Linked DNA regions of Mus musculus: regions 2, 3, 4, 5 and 6 are each linked to region 1. A link is a contact called in public HiChIP or PLAC-seq and promoter capture Hi-C data. All regions are on one chromosome and are shown on one strand. Each heading gives the region's core, a stretch centred on a gene start, on an enhancer-like site or on the middle of the called end of the contact. The rest is flanking DNA. Distances are from core to core; before and after follow the strand shown. Region 1 holds the start of Pkd2 (polycystin 2, transient receptor potential cation channel). Region 2 has its middle 20 kb from the start of Klhl8. Region 3 holds the start of Gbp4 (guanylate binding protein 4). Region 4 holds the start of Gbp9 (guanylate-binding protein 9). Region 5 holds the start of 1700016H13Rik (RIKEN cDNA 1700016H13 gene). Region 6 holds the start of Abcg3 (ATP binding cassette subfamily G member 3).

Region 1 (3,711 bases), core at 583-3,082:
AGATCAGAGCAGTTAAATAATAACCTCAAGGTCAAACAGTAGTAGGACCAGGATTTGGATGGAGGCCTGACCTGCCTAACTCACACTGCCTGGATAGTTTCTGTTGCAGGGGAAAATAACAACAAATCCTGGGCTGGAACTCTTAAAGCTAGAGGTTAAAATAACTAGGTGGGGGAGAGTTAGTGAAACTCTTCTACTTGGATACCTCCGGCTGCAAACCTTTAAGAACACGAGATTAACTAGCTATTGGAAAATCCGTGTCCTTTCTTGCCGTGTGGAGAGTTGCGTGCTCGTTGGAATGCTGACACATTAACCATCTGGAAAAGCAATCATCTTGTTGGAATGGCAAAGGACCTTGCTTCCAGTCTTTAAACACACACACACACACACACACACACACACACACACACACACACACGGGGGGGGGGGGGGGGGGACACGGGCGAGGTATAATAATTTTGTTTGCAACTGTTTAAGAAATGTCTAGAATTGGAAATGATCAAAAATGTGTTTCTACACATTTCTGTCAACAACCTCTCTCTCAACCAAACCTTCAGACAATGACCTGTTTAAAGGCATTTGTCTCAAAACTTGGATAACATTGTAGGTCCCTACTAGAATGGCTGAAGGGACATGACACATCGCCACCAAAGGAAAAGCTTGGGCTCTGGAATAAACTTGTTCCTCATTTGTGACATTTAGCAAGCATAAAGTTCCAACTATTGTCAGTTGTACTAGAATATTCACTTTTCGTCCTCCAAAAGCCCAGGTATTAACGGCTTGCTTTTGTTTTCCAAAATGTGCTAGCATCTTAAGGAGAGAGGAAGGGAGGAAGGGAGGCGTCCAATGAATTTGCACCAACAAGAACGCAGTAAAATTCGGTGATGGGTACCGGAAATCGCGCCGAATTAGAGGAGTTAGGGAAGGCGCTCTGGAAGGAGGCGGGAACGCAGAGGATGCGAGGTGGAGCCGCAGCAGACAGCCACCCTTGTAGGACAGGGGTTCGAGCCCGCGCGCAGGCAGTTGTCAAGCGTGCACTGGACGCCAAGAGTCCGGATCTTACCTCGCAGCCCTCGCACCAGCCTCTCTGCCCAGGCCACTCGGGGTGGCTGGCCCTCCAGCGGGAGGTGGCGATGCAGCGGGTCCCCGCCGCCCGCGGGGCTGGGACACTGCGCGCCCTGGTCCTCTAGCCGGCGCCGCCTCCCGCTCAGGTGAGCCGCGCCGCGGTAGCTCCCGAGCCCTCGGCCGCGGGCGCCCACCGAGCTCACGGCCGAGGAGGAGGCCGACCTCCGACTGCCCGGGCGCCACTCCACATCCATCTCTACCACCATCCCTCCTTCTTCTCCTTCCACCTCGTCGTCGTCGTCATCCTCCTCTGCCTCAAAGCCCGGGTTGTCGCGGCTCCACGCTTGCCTGGAGCAGGACGAAAGCGGAGGAGACGGCGAGGCCGAGGCTCCGGCCGGGGGATCCCGAGCGGCCGCCTGCCGGATGCGCTCCATCTCGATCTCCAGGCCCCGCTGCTCCCCGAGGCCGCCGGGGACAGCTAGGCCGGCGCCTCCCGCCACCAGGCGCCCGGGTCCGGACGCTCGCGGCGCGGGCGAGCGTCCCGCGTCCCCGGGCGGCTGCGGCTGCACGCGTCTGGAGTTAACCATGGCGCTCACTGGCGCCCAGCGCGCCCGGGAGTGCCGCCGCCCTCTGCCGCAGGAGCCATGTTCTTTTCTTCCCGGAGTCGGCCTGCTGCTCCCCGCCTCCGCCCGCCCCCTCGGCCCGCCTCCCGGGCCCTGGCCTCGCCTGGACTGGACTTAGGCGCGTCGAAAAGGCCCCAGCGGCCAGGGATCCAAGTAGAGCCAGGGTCCCCATCGGTGCCCACATTCCTACGGGGTAGCTTGCTTGGTCAGCCAGCTCGTCGGGAAAGGGGCTCCTGGGTGTGTCCATGCCTGCATGACCTTAAGATAGTGCTTAGACTCTGTCCATACTCCCCCTGGGTTTGCAAAGGTGCAAGGAGGAGGGTAAAGATGGAGATCTTTTGTTGGGATAGAAAGAACTAGTGAAATCCAGCTTGAACTGAATTCTCAGGGAAGGCAAAGAAATCCACCCTTCGTTTAAAAACCAGAAAGAAATCACCAAGGCGGCAAGGCTTGCATTTGGTGACCCTCAGCTCCTTGATTCTGTGTTTACTGGATGATTTCCTGTCTCCACTCTCCAGACATCTAGAGGCATCCAAGGGTTGGATTTTGGAACTTTCTGATGCCTCCACCATTACCTCATTTCCGCTCCTGGCCAGCCCTTGAGTAACAGAATCCTGCCTCAGGCGTTAGGTCTAGATCTCCATCCTCGCTACGCCCCAGCTGGCACAGCCAACTTAAGACAGCAGTTGGGTCAGGCAAAGCCTACTCCAAATTCGATTTTCCATGGTTTTCCCATCTCTTTTAAAAGTTAAATTCCTGGCCAAGATCTGTGCATCTCTGCCCTCACTTCTGACGCTTCTCATAGGATGTCCTCATCCACCTCCTCGTCAAGTCCCGCGGGGGTCTTCTTGTCATTTCTGTCCTCAAGGGGTTCTCTAATGCTTTTTACTCTAACTGCAAACATTGTCATTCCACAGCAGAGCAAATGATTTCTGTCACTTCCATATCTCTTCTGCCATTCTAATACTAAACTGGTCTCTCTCTGTTTAGCCTTGGGGATAGGACTGGATTGGGAGCCTATGGGTGGTATCCCTCCCCCATTTCCCTCCTACCCACCCACCCATATTCTCCATGTCTCCACTGTTTGCAATAAGGGGTCAGCCATGTTGGTACATTAAAGAATCTATGGAATTCTAGCTTAAGTGGTAATATTTTATTTCTGCAGTTTAGCAAATGTGCATGGTCCGATCCTATATTAGTTTGCCAGGCTTGTTATAATAACTTACCACACACTGTGTTCAATAATGCAAATACATTTTCTCAAAAAAAAAAAAAAAGTTGGTTGACCTTTTCCGAGGCCTGTCTTGGCTTGCATATGGCACGTTTTGCCTGTGTCTCCCCATTGTCCTCCCTTAAATGTTTCATCCTCCTCTTCCTCCTCATCTTCGTGGTCATCGTCATCATCACCATCATTGTCATCGTAGTGGTTATAGACAACCTTAATAGTATGATTTAAATTTAGTTACTTTTAGAAAGACCTCTGACCACATACAGTCATATGCTGAGATGCCAGGGCTTGGGAATTCAACATATGAATCTGAGGGGTACATGACTCATTTAGGCTTTGTGGGCACTACAATGCTTTTCTAGAATGATCTCCCTATCATTCATCTATCACTCTCCTTATCATTATTCATTAATCTCTTATACGTTTCCTGTGTGTAAAATTAATAATTGAGCAAGTTAAGCAGAGTAATAAGGACCCTGGCCTCAAGAAAAGACCCAGACCTCAAGAAAAGAAAGAGGCTGAAGTCTCCCACTAGAAAGGGTGAGATGTCTGTCTAGTAAGAGGTGTCTAGAGAAGCAGTATTCTGAGCTGAGCCACCTGTGCTGCACTAACAGAAAAATTGCTTAGCAGGCATATTCCAGAGGAGGGGCGTATGAAGAGGGAGCACGGACTCAGGGTCAGAAAATAGGTTTTATGCATTGACTCGTCGGGTCCTCGACATCACTCTTACTGACTCAGAAATTCTAGGAATTTTGCTCTGGAATTCTGAGTCTCCTTGTAGGCTTCTGGGCACCC
Region 2 (3,662 bases), core at 81-2,580, 530 kb after region 1:
CCCTGGCCTCTGCATCAGCTCCTGACTCCAGCTCCTGCTGTAAGTTCCTGCCCCAGCTTCCCTGGATGATGGTCTATAAGCTGTAGGATGAAACAAACCTGTTTTCTCCCAACTTGTTCTCTGGTCATGAGTGCTTTATCGCAGCAATGGGCACCCTACTAACCCATGCATCGTCATGAACAATGCTGGAGGAATCATAATACTTATTTTAAATTATACCACAAAGCCATAACAACAAGACCAGCATGGCACTGGTCCAAAAACAGACCCAGTGAGCTGTGGATGGTGACAGAGGGCCCCTGGAAATGACTGATATCACTACAGCATACTTTGGAGAAAACGGCGCTAGGAAAATTTAGTGTATATTAAATCAATCAATTAATTAATTAGCATGTAGAAAAACGGAAAACAGATTCTTATCTCCTCGCCTACACAAAATAAGTTCAAAATGGATCAAAGACCTTAATGTAACAACTGATCTTGAAACTGGGGGAGAAAACACTTCAAGGTACAGACATAGGTATCCAAGAAGTTCCTGAATAGATGTCTAATAGTTCAAGACAGAAACAACAATTATCAAAGCAAAGAGAGCCTCACGCAGTGGGGAAAACTTAACTATTCATTTGATTGGAGCTAGTATCCAGAGTATATAAACAATAAAAGAATAAAAAATACAAATAATCCAATCAATAGGTTGGCAAATGAATTGATCAAAAAGTTATTAAAAGAAGTATAAACAGTCATAAACATGGGGGAAAGTTCAACATCCTTAGCTGCTATGCCCACTCCAGTGAAGTCTGCTTGACAGGCGGAGAGGCCTGGAAGCACTCACGAGGCAAAGAGTTTTAAGGAAACTCAACCTCCTGAAACCTTGGCATTCTCATAACCTGTATACTCAAACCCTATCCCCGCATTAGTATAGTGTATGCTCTCTTTCAGTATTGTTTTATTATAAGTGACTTTAAAGATTGAATTTTAATATAGGTGAGCCTCCACCAGTGTTCCAGCATCCTAGAAAATCCTTGAAGCTGAGGAGCTTGGAATTCAGTAGGAATTCAGTGAGAAGTTTACCTATTCAGTAACATTCAAATTTACTTCTAGTAGAGACAGTGAAACTAATTAGGCATTACAAAGAACAGAGCTAGAATAGCTCCAGGATAGTCTGCAGAGTGATTACTTAGGACAGTAGCCAGTCTCACCCAAACAAGGGAATACACAATGGCCTAGCTAATAGGTGGGTTTACCATAAAAGAGTTAGGGAATCCTCCTGAGACAGGTTTCTTCACTAGGCCCAAAGGAACAGCATGATCAGGCATTTACTAAGAACCCCTGGTGGTGGGCTTAACAATAGACTAGCATTACAACTGGCTCCCTTCTTAGTGGTAAATGAGGCCTGGTCCCTGCCATTTTTTGATGTATACATTCCTTTTGTTTTCTGGAGGCCTGGTCCCTGCCATTTTTTGATGTATACATTCCTTTTGTTTTCTGTCACTGTAACTTAGCGGATGTGTTCTCCTGGTTTCTTGTTATTCTTCTGTATAAAAAGTTTGATGCTCGATTTGACAAACTACACTCAGATTCAACATGCTCTCTCATGTCATCTTTGTTTGTCATTCGCTGACTCCTTCACCCACCTGCAACCAGAGACCCATTCCTCGCAGATAAGAGACCCAAAGGGGGGTTAGTTTGCAGCACTTAGCTATCAGGGAAATGCAAATCAAAAGTAGATTCCATCTCACTTCACTTAGAACACTGTCATCAAGAAAATAAATAACCTGGCATGGTGGTGGACACATTCAATGCCAGCACTGGTGGGGCATGGGGGGAGGCAGGTGAATGTCTGTGAGCTGGAGGCCAGCCTGGTCTACACAGTGAGTTCCAGGGCAGCCAAGATTACATTGAGAAGCTATGTTTCAAAATAAGATAAATAACAAGTGTGGTCCAGTTTTTCTTAATGCCGTGAGTGAATAAGTCTCCCTGCCCTTTCCAGGGGCCTGTCAGAGTGCACTAGGGGTGACTCGGGGTCCTCTGAGAGTGCGCTGGGGTCGACCCAGGGGCCTCCAGGCTATTTATAATGACCATGGCCTTTACTTTCTCTCCAGAGGCATCCAGAAAAGAAAATGCAAGTTTTTTATTTTTACGAGTTTTGGGGAGGGGTGGGGAGGGAGGAAGGGAGAGAGGGAGGGAGGGAGGGAGGAGAGGAGGGAGGGAGAGAGAGAGACTCAGCAACTCAATAGTACAAAGCTAGCTGCTATCAACAGTACTCAAGGGTGTTTTTCTGTAATAAAGACTGCTGACATTATTACAACCTCTCAGTAACTTCTACCATGTCTCCTCAGCCTTCTGCTGTGGTGGTAGAGGGGACCTTCACCCTGCTCTCTAGAAGAAACTAATACAATGCAGGGTTTCTTGAGTTGTTATTGGACGTCTTTCCAGTACAGGGCTTGGCAAAAAAAAAAAAAAAAAGAGTTAAGAATTAAGATTTACACATTTACCTGAAGATTTGCCATCAGTACACATGTTGGCTATTCACGGGGAAAACAGAAATTAAACCATGAAGAACTTTTGCATACCAAGAAGAATTTGCATACCAGTATTGTTTCCGATGGCTATAATGGGTGTGAGGACCCCAGAGACTTCAATTCAAGATTGCTGTTCACTGCTGAGATGCCTTTTCTGCCTCTATTACATAGCTTAATGATTTCCTGGGTATTAGCCCTATTGTGGATAGCCCTGGGGCTAATTATATTTGATGTTAATTCCGTTCTCCTGTGAGTGGCTTCGAACAAGAAATGAGTCAGCACTCAAGTGATTTCCTGTAAACCTGCTTACCACCTTAATTTGTAAAATAAAGGAGAGCTGATGATTGGGCAGAAAAAAGGGAAGGTGAACGGAAGGTGGGGGGAGAAGAAGGAGAAAATGGAAGAGGGAGAGGAAGAAGAAGAAAAGCAGAGCAGAAGCACATGGCCTGGAGAAACCACAAGTTCTAAGGGGTCTCACAGATGGAGAAGATGGTAGTGTAGCGGTAGATCTGCCCAATCTAGGCACACAGCATGTATTCATATTACCTGAGTTGTTTTCATTGCCTGGGCTACTTGGGATAGAGAGTTTTACTGCAACACTCTATTGGGCATTTTTCCTGCAGAATCAATCTGAAGATGAACTTTCATGTAGTAATGCTTAGATGAATTGATGGTTTCATAATTCCTGATAAAGATTTTATAGAACTCCTAAACTGATACAACTATTCTCAAGTCCCCTATAGAATAAAAGCTGCAAATAGAGCCCTGTAAACCTCCATGTGTTGTGGGCTAATTGCAGTAGGAAAGTAAAACAAGCTTTGAATGCATTAATGATCAAGAAAAACACTCATTCTAGGTCAGGGCCAAGGATGAGGCCACAGGTGTACACTGTGATAAATCAAGATCATATGAAACTGTGGCTTTCAACTTATAAGGAGCCTGTAGAATGAAACACTGCTTTGAACTTATAATCTGCATTCTACTGTAACTCCCTTTTGTGTAACATTTTATCTATGAGGCATTTTTTTTCTTACATAGAAGACTTTTTTGTATAAAAAGCTGAAAGCAAAAATAAAGATTTGGTGTAGCCCTTTTCTGCTTCATCCAGTGTGCTTGTGTCTGTGTGCCTGCCTTCCTTCC
Region 3 (3,844 bases), core at 481-2,980, 680 kb before region 1:
CAGTGTGTGCCTGTCATCCCAAGGCTGGGGTGGGGTCAGAGACAGCAAGGCCCTGAGGCTCACTTGTCAGCTAGAATAGCAAAGCAGTAAGAGGCACTTTTTCAAGACCTCAGCAAATACGTGCATTTGCACACCTGTGCTCACTCACACACACACACACCTCTCTCTCTCTTTTTCTCTTTCTCGATATAATATAGAAGAGAAACACAGGCAAAGGATCATAGAGATTTATCCTGATGTTTTGTAGATTCACTTGAGTGCTGAAGTGAACAAAAGGCTTAAGCAAGTGTTAGAGGCAGCCCTGCTCCTGCTGCTCCCCTCAATCCTGTCTCAGAAGTGCCACTCAACTGACAAGAGCTCCAGACCAGAGACTCCCCTGGCCTTAGTGGCATCCAAGAACCTGCTGACATGAACTTCTTCCCAGTCCTGGTGTGGACTCTTGTGTGAGTTCTACCTGGGCCTGCAAATAGGTGGCCATGCAGAGCTAACAGATGAATAGGGGGAGAGTTCACTGAAGTAGAATTAAGGTACCAGTTTACCTCCATGCTGCTGTCCTGCTCCTTTGTCCCTTTATCACTCTGAGTTCTGCACCAAATGTCTAGGAGAGTAAATTAAGGACCCTGAAGCTAGGTGCCTGGATATGGCCCAGTCTCCAATGGGTACTTCCTTCTTTAATCCTTCCTGTGAAAACACAATAGATCACTCTGCAGCCCCACCCAACACCCTCGCTTTGTGTTTCATCCTTTACAAATAGTATTCAATCTCCCATCAGAGACAAAGTTCAGATCCCAAACTGGCTGCCTTCCTAAGGGCTCAGAAAATAAAGCTTTCATTTTTAAGCTTCCATCTCAGAAGTGAGTTTTCTTAGCTTCTACCCTGAACACAACTCCTACTTACTATTCTTTAATTACTTCTTTGAAAACAGTTTTTAGATGGACTGTTGTGTTTTCTGAAAAAGAAAAAAGAAGCCAGGGATATGTGTGGTGGAGGCGGGGTATGGTGAGGTGGAAGGTGGTGTCTCTGAGGGCTCCTGCTGAGGCATCCTTTCCTCCTGAAGTACCAGCCACACAATTGTATAGTATAGAATAGAGTTTATTTAAGACATGGAGAGTGGAATTTGAGAGGGTAGTAGAGACAAAGAAAGGGGAACAGAGAGAGGGAGGAGGAAGCAGGGAGAGGACTGGAGAAGGAAAGAGGGTAAGAAAGGAAGAGAGGACTATCTGAGCAAGAGAGATAGAGATAGATAGATAGAGAGAGAGAGAGAGAGAGAGAGAGAGAGAGAGAGAGGGAGGGAGGGAGGGAGAGGGGACAGTGATGGTTCCTGTTTTAGAAAACACAGGTTTAAAACATTAAAGCTCTTCACTCAAAAAGCACCTGGAATTTCCCCTGAGAGAAGCACACGTGCAATCCTCCCAGATTGTGTCATTTACACTGATGGGGGCCTGGGTTTACTGTGCTTTATCTGTGCCTAGAAGGCTGGAGGAAACTGGAGATGGGTTCCAAAGAAAGAGAATGTAAATACTTTCCACAGTGGAAGCCTGCTGTCCCTTGGCTGCAACAGAGTATCTCACTGACTTTTCTGACACTAAGCATCCTCTGACCTCCCCTTCCAGTCTTGGCCAAGTTAACAATGCCTTGGTTTACTTTACTTTCAGTTTTGTTTTTGCTGCATCCTGTGTGAGTGTGTGTGTGTGTGTGTGTGTATGTGTGTGTGTGTGTGTGTGGTCAGCGCACATAAAAGAGGAGCAAAGAGAGCAGGAAGTGAGGAGAGCAGAAGTGAGCCTGAGGAGGCAGCAGCAGCTGAGAACTGCACTTGGACCTGTGCTGTGGGACCAGGTATATTTAATATTTACTTTTCCTTTCTTTAAGGAGCAACTTAGTCTGGACCTCAGCTTGATTTCCAAGTCAAAGGGGCAACTGAGGGAGGGGGAAGGGAGGCAGGTTCTGTGCTCTCTGGTCTGCAGGGGGCTGTGGCTGGCTTTAGGTCTAGGAGGTGAGTTTCTTTCCTCTGACAAAGGACAGATACAAAGTTGTAGCCTGACACAGCTGGCTGCCCTGCTCTGTTAGACACACTATGGGAAGAGCTCTGGTCCTTCCTCAGCTGGGACCACAGCAACAGCTCCTGCCCTGGTTCACAGGCAACTGTTGTCAAAGGAACATGTAGGAACCTTGTGCGGAAAATTCAGCACTTGACCTTGGCAAATATTTTTTGGAAATAAACTTAGTTTGTACCTCATCATCTTTTTAAGTTTAGTAAGTAGTCAAGCTCTGTCTTGGTGTTTAGGGTTTGTGTGTGTGTGTGTGTGTGTGTGTGTGTCTGTGTGTCTGTGTGTGTGTGTGTGTGTGTGTGTGATGTAGAGATCACATGGGCTCTCTGCATTTTGTTTGGGCTGCTCTTCTTATCTCATTAAAGGGATTAAGCTGCAGAGAGACAGTGTTGTGGAATCTGTGACTTCTGGGGATTGACACATTCTCTGTCCTTGGCATAATGTCCTCAGGCTCATCTGGGACTGGAGTGCAGAGGAGGGGAGGCAAGTTATGTGTTGTCTGACCTGCAGAGGTCTGTGGCTGGCTTTAAGTCTATGAAGGTCTACAAGGTAGTGTACAGTAGTTAATTTTATTCTCTTCTCTGGCTGAATAATATACAATTTGGTGTGCCATCACATTGTGGTGGGAAACTGGGCTTAATCCACATTGTGGGTATTGTGAACACAGCTACCATGATCATTAAAGATCAAAGGTCCATCCAAGTCCTTTTTGCTAGTTTGTGCTGAAATCAAAGAAGAGCTGTTAGATCAAATGTAACTTTCCATTGTCTTAGAAACCAGGATTGTTTCTCATGAGGAAATATTCTGTGTTCTTAGCTGCAGAGTACAGACACCGGAGTTGTTTAAATTCTGGGTTACATGGATTTGTTTTCCCATTGTGTGGTAGCTGTCCTGATGAGTATGAAGTGATGCCTTGTGGTTTGATTTGGACTTCCTCAATGTTTGTCACAGGGACTGAAGAATTATTGAGGAACAATACCATGTAGCTCTTAAAATAACCTAGTTTGTGCTTAAACTGCAAAGATCAGCAAAACTAAGCAGGTAATTTCAAATAATATATATGTTAGCCCAAAGCAAGCCTTAGCCTCAGTAAGCTCTAAGAAGCCAAATCACACATGATCATGTGACTATAGACTCTTACACCTGGTCCCTCAGCATGGCAAAACAGAAATCATATAATGAAAAGTTTCTTCATTTTGCAACCAATGTTTCCCTAATACATTCTGTAATGGGAACAGAGACACTTCAGCATTCACTCTGGTACTTCACAGTTTGTACATTCTATCTTTTTCAGATAATTTTTTTAATTTAAATTTTTTTGTACAAAGTGATTAGCAATAATGAATATGATCTTGTGTGCTCATGGATGTTTGTAAGCCTTCTCTGCAGAAATAAGCACCCAGTGATTTTCTCTGTTTAGAAATGAGTTATCTGTGATGAGTTGTATTGCTATTTTGTTGAAGATAGTAACCCTTTATCAAACATGTGATTTACAAGTAGTCTTCACCCACTTTTGGGTTGCCTTTTTACACTGTTTATAGAATCCTTTGGTGCAGAAAAGTCCTTAATTTTAGAAAGTCTGTTTTTTTTTCTATTTATTTGCTCGGGTTGAGATTTTGTTTTCATGTTCAAGAAATAATCCGTACTTGAAACACAAGTTAGGTAAAACTGAGATCAGGGTAGCCCCAGGTTGGCCTGTTGCAATTAAGCTCTGTGTTGCTTCCTGCAGACAGGACCTGTGTCAGGTAGGGTGGAGGTAGGCAGTAAAAAGTCTAACAAGGACACATGTAATTCCC
Region 4 (3,450 bases), core at 367-2,866, 650 kb before region 1:
AGTATAAATTTATACTCTCCAGATGGAAATGTTCTGTCTTTGACCACCCAGTATTTAAAAAAAATATTCTATGGCATAGTTACCTGACAACAATCATGGTACAAACATTCTACAGTAACTCAATGTTTTCTGCTCTTACATCTTCACTAGTATAAGTCTTAGGACCAGGAGTCAAGGTCAGAGGATTTGTGAGTCTCCTTTTTAAGTCATATTCTGGTGTGGTACTGTGCATTGAGTATTTCATTGTCGCACATTATTTGGTACTTTTGTTTCTTTCTATACAGAAATAGGTATTTGATAATATTCATGATGAATAGAGAGAGAGTTCACTGAAGTAGAATTAAGGTACCAGTTTACCTCCATGCTGCTGACCTGCTCCTTTGTCCCTTTATCACTCTGAGTTCTGCACCTAATGTCTAGGAGAATAAATTAAGGACCCTGAAGCTAGGTGCCTGGATATGGCCCAGTCTCCAAGGGGTACTCCCTTGTTTAATCCTTCCTGTGAAAACACAATGGATCACACTCTGCAGCTCTCCCCACTGCTTTGTGTTTCATCCTTTACAAATGGTGTTCAATCTCCCATCAGGGACAAAGTTCAGATCCCAAACTGGCTGCCTTCCTAAGAGCTCAGAAAATAAAGCTTCATTTTTAAGCTTCCACCTCTGAAGTGAGTTTTCTTAGCTGCTACCCTGAACACAACTCCTACTTACTATTCTTTAATTACTTCTTTAAAAACAGTTTTCAGAACAACTGTTGTGTTTTCTGAAAAAGAAAAAGAAGCCAGGGATATGTGTGGTGGAGGTGGGGTATGGTGAAGTGGAAGGTGGTATGGGGGGTGGGGGCATGCTGAGGCATCCTGTCCTCCTGAGGTACCAGCCACACAATTGTATAGTATAGAATAGAGTTTATTTTGGACATGGACAGGGGATTTGAAAGGGTAGTAGAGACAGAGAAAGAGGAACAGAGAGAGGGAGACAGGAAGCAGGGAGAGGACTTGAGAAAGAAGAGGGTAAGAAAGGAAGAGAGGAAGATCTCAGGGAGAGAGATTGAAAGAGAGAGAGAGAGAGAGAGAGGGAGAGAGAGAGGGCAGAGTGGACAAGCAGCCCTTTTTATAGTGAGTCATGCCCAGCTCGCTGTTGTCAGGAAACTGTGGGACAGAGTCCAGAAAGAAATGGCAACAGTTATGGTTCCTGTTTTAGAAAACACGTTTAAAACATTAAAGCTCTTCACTCAAAAAGCACCTGGAATTTCCCCTGAGAGAAGCACACGTGCAATCCTCCCAGATTGTGTCATTTCCACTGATAGGGGTCTGGGTTTACTGTGCTTTATCTGTGCCTAGAAGGCTGAGGAAACTGGAGATGGGTTCCAAAGAAAGAGAATGTAAACTCTTTCCACAGTGGAGGCCTGCTGTCCCTTGGCTGCAACACAGTTTCTCACTGACTTTTCTGACACTAAGCATCCTCTGACCTCCCCTTCCAGTCTTGGCCAAGTTAACAATGCCTTGGCTTACTTTACTTTCAGTTTTGTTTCTGCTGCATCCTGTGTGTGTGTGTGTGTGTGTGTGTGTGTGTGTGTGTGTGTGTGTGTGTGTGGTCAGCGCACATAAAAGAGGAACAAAGAGAGCAGGAGGGAGGAGAGCAGAAGTGAGCCTGAGGAGGCAGCAGCAGCTGAGAACTGCACTTGGACCTGTGCTGTGGGACCAGGTATATTTACTTTTCCTTTCTTTAAGGAGCAACTTAGTCTGGACCTCAGCTTGATTTCCAAGTCAAAGGGGCAACTGAGGGAGGGGGAAGGGAGGCAGATTATGAGCTCTCTGGTCTGCAGGGGGCTGTGGCTGGCTTTAGGTCTAAGAGGTCAGTTTCTTTCCTCTGACAAAGGACAGATACAAAGTTGTAGCCTGACACAGCTGGCTGCCCTGCTCTGTTGGAGAAGCTGTGGGAAGAGCCCTGGTCCTGCCTCAGCTGGGACCACAGCTACAGCTCCTGCCCTGGTTCACAGGCAGCTGTAGTCAGAGGGAAGTCTTTCTGTGGAGGAACCCTGTGAGGAAAATTCAGCACAAGAGCTTGGCAAACCTCTATCTCGAAATAACTTAGTTCCTACCTCACTGACTTTGAATTAAGTGTAAGAAAATAGTCCAGTTCTCTCTTGATGTTTATGTTGTATGAGATGTAGAGATCACGTAGTGCTATGTGCATTTTGTTTGGGCTGCTAGTCTTATTTCACATGGAACTAAGCTGCAGAGAGCCTGGTTTCTGGAATTAAGTGATGTCACCTGTATCTAACGTCTTAGGATTTTGCACATTCTCTTTTCTTGGCATAATGTCTTCATGCTCATGTGGGACTAAAGACAGGGCAGGGGAGGTAGGTTACTGTGTTGTCTGGTCTGCAGGGTCCATGGATAGCCTTAAGTATATGAAGGTCTATAAAGTAGTGTGCAGTAGAATTTTATTCCTTTTTTTTTTTTTTTTTTTTTGCTGAATAACATTCTATTGTGCATGCTATCAGACTGTGTTAATGTATGCATCTGTTGGTGATCTGTTGGTGGGAGACTGGGCTGTGTCCACATTGTGGGTATTGTAAATACAGATGCTATGATCAATACAGCTCAAAGGTCCATCCAAGTCCTTGTTTTCTAGTTTGTTTATGTTGTAATCAAAGAAGAGCTTTTAGGTCAAACATAACTATATATTATCTCAGAAGTCAGGACTGTTTCCTGTGAGGTAATATTCTGTGTTCTAGGCTGCAGAGTACAGACACCTGAGTTGTTTAAATTCCAGGTGACATGTATTTGTTTTTGCCTTGTGTGGTAGCTGTCCTTGTGTGTATGAAGTGATGCTTTGTGATTTGATTGGCACTTCCTCACTGTTTTTCAAAGCCACGTTATAATGAACACTGGGTCTGAAGAATTATTGAGCAACAAAACCAAGTAGCTCTTAAAATAACTTCATTTATGCTAAACCTGCAAACATCAGCAAACCTAAGCAAACAATTTCAAATAAATATATATGTTAACCCAAAGCAAGCCTCAGCCTCACTGAGCTATAAGAAGCCAAATCACACATCATCAAGTGACTCTAGAATCTTTTTTTCTTCTTAAATTGGGTATTTTTTACATTTCCATTTCCAATGCTATCCCAAAAGTCCCCCACACACTCCCCCACCCACCCACATCCACTTCTTGGCCTTGTCGTTCCCCTGTACTGAGGCATATAAAGTTTGCACGACTAATGGGCCTCTCTTTCCACTGATGGCTGACTAGGCCATTTTCTGATGCATATGCAACTAGAGACAGGAGCTCCAGGGGGGTACTGGTTAGTTCATATTGTTGTTCCACCTATAGAATTGCAGAACCCTTTAGCTTCTTGGCTACTTTCTCTAGCTCCTCCATTGGGGGCCCTGTGGTCCACCCAATAGCTTACTGCGAGCATCCACTTCTGTGTTTGCTAGGCC
Region 5 (3,442 bases), core at 115-2,614, 800 kb after region 1:
GAACTAGATTCTAAATCTGTTTTATTTTCTAACAACCAGAAATCCTGGAGCTGTTGAGTTGATGGTTCTAGCTTTGGGTCTCTATGGAGTTTCAGTCAAGACTGTGTATGTATGTGCACTCCATGCATGCCTGGTGCCTTCGGAGTTCAGAAGAGGGTGCTGCACACCCAGGAGTCTGAGTTGTTGATGGCTGTGAGCCACCACACGGGTGCTTGGAACCAAACTAAGGCTGGTGGGCACATTGCAGTCTCCATCTATGCTAACTGAAATCAAATCGGGCTGAACTCTCCTACACTGGTCACATAATCCATGGTGGGGGGCTTCACCCCTGTGGCACAGACATTCCCCATTTGGACTACAGACACAATGAATCGGGCTTCTATACATTCTAGTTTCTTGTAGGCACAGAAGTACCTTCTACAGATAAGCCAGCTCCGCAGTTGCTGGCGGACATCCCATCATGCAGCTCGTCCCGTAACTTCCCACAACTTTTATTTTTTCTTTTTCTTTTGGAAAATGGAGGAAGCCCGGACATGTTTTCCGGGACATTCTAGGCTCAGTGATAGATCACTATCCTGCTCTGCGTGTGTGTGTGTGTGTGTGTGTGTGTGTGTGTGTGTGTGTGTGTGTGTGTGTGTGTGCGTGTGTGTGTTCATTCTTTGCGCTAGGAGAATTTGCTAGGCAGGGCGGATGGTACTTTCCTGTAGCTCCAGCCTAGCACTTGGGAAGCTGAAATAGATTTGCTGCAAGTCTGAAGCAAGCCTGGGCTACATAGTGGTTCTAGGCCAGTCTGGACTGTTTCAACAAAAACAGAAAAGAACAGCGACAGGTAGAGGGATCAGAGTATTTAACCTTAAAAGCTCGCCCTGAATTCACTATAAATGGAGGAGTTTCATTCCTTCCCTCTCAACAGAACCCTCTGTTTCATAGCGTTGATACTAAACTCACAATGATATAACCCTTACCTCGGGCTAGAAGCTCTCAGGCCTAGTCTTTAGTTCTCATAACCCGTGAAACATACACATATGATAGCCTCTTTGCTTTATGACGTCATTTAGGCTCGACGGAGGGACACAGGGAATGTCCTGGTGTTAGCAAGGGACAACTCTAGCAAAACCCTCCCGCATAGTGCCACGGTTTGCTTGGGACCCTAAGAGGTGCCTACATGAACAGGAACACGGAGCTGTCGCTGGATCCTCGAGAGTGGGCGTGGGACAATGACTGTCACCCACTGGGGCGAAGTGACTCCCATTAGGCAGGCTGGATCTGCGCCCCGCGCGCACACAAAGCCCTTTATTGAGGCACCGGGTGACGCAGGGTAGGCGCCGGGTGAGCGCCTGATGAGCCCCGCACCTGAGCAATCAGGCGCACCAGCAAGCAGGAGCACGAGCAAGCAAGCCGGCGCAAGTCGGCGGCTGGGCCGCTGCGAGTGCGCGGCCATGTGCACCTAGCGCGAGCTGCCCTGGGTCGGGGGCGCGGCCAGGGTGCGGCTGACCTGTGGGGTACAGGGGTTCCGGGAGCAGCACGGGCTGGAAGGGCGAGGCCGGCACTCGCTACCGCGCCCTAGCCGGTTCTGTCTGGAACTGAGAGCAGGAAAGGGCCGTGCCCTTAGGTAGCCAGCGCACCCCTGGGGTTCCATGCCGGTGAGGCTGGGTCGTTGTCCCCACCACAACCACTAGGGCGCGCAGCTACGAGACCAGGCGACGGGACTCAGGAGTACTCAATGACCGCCTACCGTGCCTGGGTGCGGGGGTGGGGGGGGTGGGGGGTGGGGGGGGGTGGGGTGGGGGTTACCAACTGCAGTCTTGCTCCGGATGACCCTCGCCTGGCTTTCCCTCACCTTAGACTCTTACTGAACTGATTGAGCGACTTCCTGGAAATGAACAGAACTAGCTCGTATGTTCATGGTTCAGGTCCAGTGAATGTTTATGATTCTTGACAGCCCTAAATGCTTTCTCCTAGCCTTTGATTATTTGGCCATAAAACTATTCAAATGAGAGCTGTTAATTAGGCCTGTCGCTGTTCTTTCAGGCAAAGTGCAAACAGCGGTGCAGATGTTACATCAGGCTCCTATGTAAGGAAACCACTGTGATCATTTGTCATGGCGTATGGCTTGCCAAGAAGGAACACAGTACAAACCATTTTGAAGGGCAGCTGTTATAAAGTGTAAGTACACACATACACACACATACACACACACACACACATTACCATGGCTGGAGCTTGCAACAGGGGCTGGGCACTTCTGTTCGCATTGTTACTGGAGTATATGGAAGCACTTGAATGGATCTAGATTTTGTCTTAAAAAGACTAGTTGAAAATTATTTTTATTTTGTTTGTACCTGCCTCTGTATTCACACTGCATTTGAGCAGGTGCCCATGAAGACCAAAAGACTGTGTCGGATCCGCTGGTATTGAAGTTACAGGTGTTACAGCGTCTCTCTGTAGATGCTGGCAACCAAACCTAGGTCCTATTTGCAAAAGCTGTTTGTGCTCTTAATGGGTGATCCATCTTTCCAGCTTCCTGAATGGTACTTTTGTAAGAATATATGAACAGGGGTTAGAGACGAAGCTCATGGATTAAGAGCTCTTGCAAAGGACCTGAGATTGGTTTCCTGCAACCTCCCACAAGGTGGCTCACAACCGTCCCTAACTCCGGTTTTATTAGATCTGTCGCCCCCTTCTGGACCAAATGGGCACAAAGCATGCGTGAAATAGACATATATGCAAGCAAAACACCTACATAAAATAATCTGAAAAGTTAAAATGTGCACTCAGGGGAGGGAAGGATTTAGTCAGCTTCATTTCCAGGATGCTTTTAGATTACACGTCATCACTGAAGGAAAGCAGGGCAGAAGCTTGAAGCAGAAACCACGGAGAAACGCTGCTAGCTGGCAAGCTCACAGGCTTACGCTCAGCTAGCCTTATCCCAGATCACCTTCCAGGTAGTGGCACAGCCTGCAGCGGGCTGGGCCCCATTCCCCACAGATGATATGGCCAGAGGCCTTGTGATCTGAGAAATCCCTCAGTTGAGTATCCCTTCTTAGGCCACTCCTGGCTGTGTCAAGTGGACAGTTAAAGCCAATAGACAATTCTAGCAAGACTTCACACCGAAGCAAGCCTTTGAAATGAGAAAAGAGAGGTTTCTAAGTTGATCAAACCAAAGGCATATGCTTACGTTCTGGGAGGCACTGTGTCACCTTGTTTAAAGACATTCTAAAAGTATTGTTTTAGGTTAGCATCTAAAATAATGGGTTCATTTGTATATATGTGTGTGGATATGTGTCTATATATACACATACATATTTATTATCTGTGTATCATTTTTCTTTAGTTTCAGTCATTCAAAAACACCTTTACTACTGCCATCTTAAAACCCAGTTATAGTGTACAAATGTACTAACAGTGCCTGTGTTTTTAAGATGCACGTTTTTGGCTGGTA
Region 6 (3,872 bases), core at 713-3,212, 520 kb before region 1:
GGATGCAAAGAAACAGCTCAGTGAATCAAGGAGAAAGAGTCTATGTGCCCGAGTGATGCCTGAGAGAACACACACCAGGCTGAAGGAAATGATGAAGACAGGCCCGGTCTTGAGGATGGAACTCCATGAGGAGACAGAAACACTGAGGAGGACTCAAGCTGAGATGGAGAGGGAGAGTCCAGTAACTCAGCTAGAACCCACAGGAAACCTTGACGCATGGAAAATCTCGACTCAGCTGGGCATGGTGGCACAGGCCTTTAATCCCAGCACTCAGGATGCAGAGGCAGGCGGATTTCTGAGTTCGAGGCCAGTCTGGTCTACAAAGTGAGTTCCAGGACAGCCAGGGCTATACAGAGAAACCCTGTCTCGAAAAGCAAAAACAAAAACAAAAAGGAAAGAAAAAAGAAAATCAGAACTCAAAGTTAAAGCAGAGATCTAGAGCAAATAATCAAGGAATATGGAGAAGAAAATAACACGGGAAAGGAACACCCAGGAAATGTGGGACAACATAGACAAAATGAGCCTTTCGATTACAGGCCCAGGTAAGGGAGAAGAAGCCCAAGTCAGAGGAATAGAACAGACTAACAGGATCATAGGCAAAAGCTTCCCTAAGACTAAGAGAAGGCACAAGAAGCACACAGAACACCAAATAGACAAGACCAGAAAAGACATGTTCCAGCATGTGTACACACCTACATCACACACGTACACCACACAGATCCTTAGTACCTCACCGTCACAACCGGCAAACTTCCATTTAGTAGTTATTCCCAGAAAGCGAGAGGATTCACTTAATGATACTGTCTTCCTACCAAACCAGAAAATGTAGGCTTGTAATTGAGTCTCAAAGCTCTCAGCCATGGCTGGAGAGATGGCTCCATGGTATAGAGCACTTGCTGTTCTTTCCTGAGGATCTGGGACATGGGCGGTCACAGCCATTCGTAACTCTAGTTCCCGGGGATCTAGAGATCTCTCTGGCCTCCGCAGGCACCGGGTGTGGAAGTCATACACAGACTTACAAGAGAGATTTTAGTCAGGTTTGAGGTACAACCATCTCCTTCATTTCAGGACAGGTGGCCACATCTAGAAGCTAAAACTGTAGAACCGGGCGGGGTAGGGTGGGGCTGGGAGTCGGGCGCCGACTTAATGTCCCTTCTTAATCCATGCTTGAATGTTAAAAACGTCTTGAGTACTGAAATTTTACTTGGATGACTTCAACATTGGCTTAAGGTTCGTCCAATGCTATACACGCACACGCACACGCACACACACACACAGAGCAGTCTGACCCAAGTAAACAGTCCATACTTAATCACTGTGCCCTCTTCTTGCTCTTTTTCAGATAGAGTTCGATGTTTAGGCCTGGCACACAAACTCCCAACCTCCTGTCCCAGCCTCTCGATTATAGGGATTACAATCGTAAACACTGAATTATTTCTTAATTGGTCTCTTCAGTTATAAAAAGAAGCTATAAATCAAATTATATTAAAAGCATGGGCACTTAACAAAACATATCCTTTGTCGTCCTGACCCATTGTTTGTCCTGTTCTGTGATAAGCATATATTCATCTCCTGTTTATTTTATCCCATTTGTTAAACAAAACAAAACAAAATTCAAAAACAAAAAACAAAAAAAATTCAAAACACACCACAGAAACTGTTACTTTCGCTTTGTCTTTTCCTGGATGCTGGCTTCTCAGAGTCCAATGTGAGCCTGAATTAGGGCAAAAAGTTTGCCCAGGTTTCCGGATCTGGCTGAACCCCTAGGTGAGCCCTCACCCCAAGACGCCACTCCAACCACGCCCCACAGAGACTCCCCCCTTCCCGCCCCTGCACCAGGACTCGCCCCTGCCCCTTTCCCCATGGCTTGGCCCCGCACCTGTCCCAAAGGGGGCCCCAGCCCCAGGGCTCCCCTGATTGCATCTTCCCCATGTCGCGCCCCACCCTCCCTTCCGCCCCACTGCCTGCTACTTCCTCTGCTCTCTTCGGGTTCCCTGCTCCTGACCACGACCACAGAGGCTCCAAGAGCTCTGCAGAGCAGAAGCCAGAGCCTCTTGCACCTTCCAAAGACCCGAGCTGCAAATCTTCCTGTGCAAGTAGCAACCTGAGCCCCTGCATTATCTCACAGTGGTGAGTGTGGGTGAGCAGGATGCAGAAGAGTGCAAGAGAGGGCTGGGAAACCCACTGCAGCTTCATTTGCAACTGTGAAATGCAAAGCAACTTGGTTCATAGAGGGTCTCTGTTTGGGTGGGTTAGCAGTGTACAACTTTTGATTGCCAAATGTATGAAGGCAAACACAGTTGGTGTTGGGCAGGTAAAAGTTTTACTGGTAGCAGAGATACCAGAAGTGCATGAGATATTTGTTAACACCGTTACTTTAAGGGAGCTGGGCAGTTTATAATTTTTTCTTTATCCCATGATATGAAATTTGTCAGGCAATCTCTAATTCGATATACAGATATTTACCAACTTCTTGCGACTCTTCCTCAGATAGTTCAGAAAAGGTTTCAACAGACAGAAAAGTTAAAGACCAGAATTATTAGACTGCAAACCTTTTAGTGGATTGTGTATCTATAATCTGTTTTATTTTCTTCCCTAATACTAGAAGTGTGGTCACTCCTTAGGGTGTTAACATGTGCCTCGCCAACTTAGTGTGTTCTCTTGCATCAATGTGCACTAAGACACAAACACATGCAGAACGTATTTTTGCATGTACCGTGGTTGAGCATCCGTGTAGCATTTGAGAAGAGAAGAAATATCATAAGCAGAAATAAAATGCAAACTAGAATGGAGGGCTTCCAGAAGCCATGGACATGGAGAGATCAGAAGGGGCCCAGTGCACTGAGGGACCCTCCAAGGTGAAAGTTGCATTTTTAGATGATTGATTTGTTTTTGTTTTGTTTTGTTTGTTTGTTACATGTATGCAGGTGCTCTGCTTGCATGTCTGGAGCCCACAGAGGCCTGTGAGGGCCCTGAAGCCTCTGGATCTGGCGTTGTAGGTGTTGTAAGTCCCTCCCTGCATTATGCAGGCGCTCAGAATAGGAAGAGTATGTGCTCTTAATTGCCGAGCCATATCTCTGGCCCCTTAAGTTGCTTTCCTGTGACCATAACAAGAAGGGGTTGCTCAGCCCCACAGCTCAAGAACAATAAGGGAAGCGCATTGCTTTTCAGAGAGGCTTTTGCCAGTTTGCCTTTGAGGGAACGTTCTTGCATGTGTTAATTTGGGATGTAGAAGAGACTCAAAGGAAGACTATGCTACGAACCATCCCATGATGCCAGCAGCAGCACTCATGCCAGGGTAAACTGTGGCTGTCATTTTCCTTACCCTGTGTGGTACAGACAGGTCTTACCTAAAGACAAACTGAGATGTCCTATGCAGTTAGGCAAGTCTCATGTTCTGGAAGTATTTGGTAAATACTTACCTTGTAGTCGCATTGCATATACTTTGGGGCACCATGTGACATTCAGTACATGAAAGCTATGATCAGTTCAGCACAATTTTCCTGTCATCACAGACAGTTTGTTGACTATTTTTTATTTAAATTTAGTTGTAGTTAAAAACTGTTTGAAGTAGGAAGGCTTAGAATGAGCTGCTTAATTAGAATTACTTAATTACTCCATTGTGTAAATATACCACATTTTCTGTATCCATTCTTCTGTCCCTTCAGCTTTTTCAATCCATCCCTTAACTCTTTCATAGAGGTCCCTGACCTTAGTCCAAGGGTTGGCTGTAAGTATCTGCATCTGTCTCAGTCAGCTCTGCTGGTAGAGCCTCTCAGAGGACAGCCATGCAGAGGGGTAGGGGCATGAGGTGAACAACTCTGGGAGGGGAGACCAGGAGGAGGTAACATTTGGGTATAAATGAACAAAAT

The links. Promoter capture Hi-C pulls out the DNA fragments that hold promoters and counts their contacts. HiChIP or PLAC-seq counts read pairs in DNA pulled down with a chosen protein or histone mark. Capture Hi-C pulls out chosen DNA fragments and counts their contacts.
Region 2: a promoter capture Hi-C map of stem cell-derived epiblast-like cells shows a contact between it and region 1, with 3 times the contacts expected there. The contact joins the enhancer-like site here to the promoter of Pkd2 in region 1. A contact is called at or near these places in 2 of 39 promoter capture datasets (the 3T3-L1 cell line and stem cell-derived epiblast-like cells), 1 of 484 Hi-C or Micro-C datasets (the HPC-5 cell line), 1 of 115 datasets of contacts at active chromatin or transcription factors (stem cell-derived neural progenitor cells) and 1 of 9 other capture datasets (embryonic stem cells).
Region 3: a promoter capture Hi-C map of liver shows a contact between it and region 1, with 3 times the contacts expected there. The contact joins the promoter of Gbp4 here to the promoter of Pkd2 in region 1. A contact is called at or near these places in 2 of 9 other capture datasets (adipose tissue and liver).
Region 4: a contact with region 1 is called in a promoter capture Hi-C map of adipose tissue, with 2.8 times the contacts expected there. The contact joins the promoter of Gbp9 here to the promoter of Pkd2 in region 1. A contact is called at or near these places in 2 of 39 promoter capture datasets (pre-B cells and stem cell-derived epiblast-like cells) and 1 of 9 other capture datasets (adipose tissue).
Region 5: a contact with region 1 is called in an HNF4G HiChIP or PLAC-seq map of pancreatic cancer cells. The contact joins the promoter of 1700016H13Rik here to the promoter of Pkd2 in region 1.
Region 6: a contact with region 1 is called in a promoter capture Hi-C map of stem cell-derived epiblast-like cells, with 5 times the contacts expected there. The contact joins the promoter of Abcg3 here to the promoter of Pkd2 in region 1. A contact is called at or near these places in 12 of 39 promoter capture datasets (the 3T3-L1 cell line, the C10 cell line, the HPC-7 cell line and 7 more) and 1 of 115 datasets of contacts at active chromatin or transcription factors (large pre-B cells).

Annotation. Positions count from the first base shown.
Region 1 is chr5:104,457,578-104,461,288 of GRCm38.p6, reverse strand. It overlaps Pkd2 (polycystin 2, transient receptor potential cation channel), which reads right to left and starts at 1,832. Exons shown (of 15, transcript NM_008861.3): 1 at 1,064-1,832. The coding sequence starts at 1,652.
Region 2 is chr5:103,929,664-103,933,325 of GRCm38.p6, reverse strand. No RefSeq gene overlaps it. Among named protein-coding and RNA genes, the nearest start is that of Klhl8, 20 kb to the right of the region's middle. Within about 2 kb of position 1,330, at least 5 of the 459 cell types and tissues checked have an H3K27ac peak or open chromatin away from gene starts, as enhancers often do. A contact at or near this core is called in embryonic stem cells and stem cell-derived epiblast-like cells, where this site is marked.
Region 3 is chr5:105,137,472-105,141,315 of GRCm38.p6, reverse strand. Gbp4 (guanylate binding protein 4) reads left to right here and starts at 1,730. Exons shown (of 12, transcript NM_001359079.1): 1 at 1,730-1,836; 2 at 2,499-2,597. The coding sequence starts at 2,583.
Region 4 is chr5:105,108,458-105,111,907 of GRCm38.p6, reverse strand. Gbp9 (guanylate-binding protein 9) reads left to right here and starts at 1,616. Exons shown (of 11, transcript NM_172777.4): 1 at 1,616-1,703.
Region 5 is chr5:103,653,646-103,657,087 of GRCm38.p6, reverse strand. It overlaps 1700016H13Rik (RIKEN cDNA 1700016H13 gene), which reads left to right and starts at 1,364. Exons shown (of 4, transcript NM_028824.1): 1 at 1,364-1,643; 2 at 2,032-2,166. The coding sequence starts at 2,102. Gm42138 (a long non-coding RNA gene) reads right to left here and starts at 1,391. Exons shown (of 3, transcript XR_880498.2): 1 at 966-1,391.
Region 6 is chr5:104,980,807-104,984,678 of GRCm38.p6, reverse strand. It overlaps Abcg3 (ATP binding cassette subfamily G member 3), which reads left to right and starts at 1,962. Exons shown (of 16, transcript NM_030239.2): 1 at 1,962-2,130.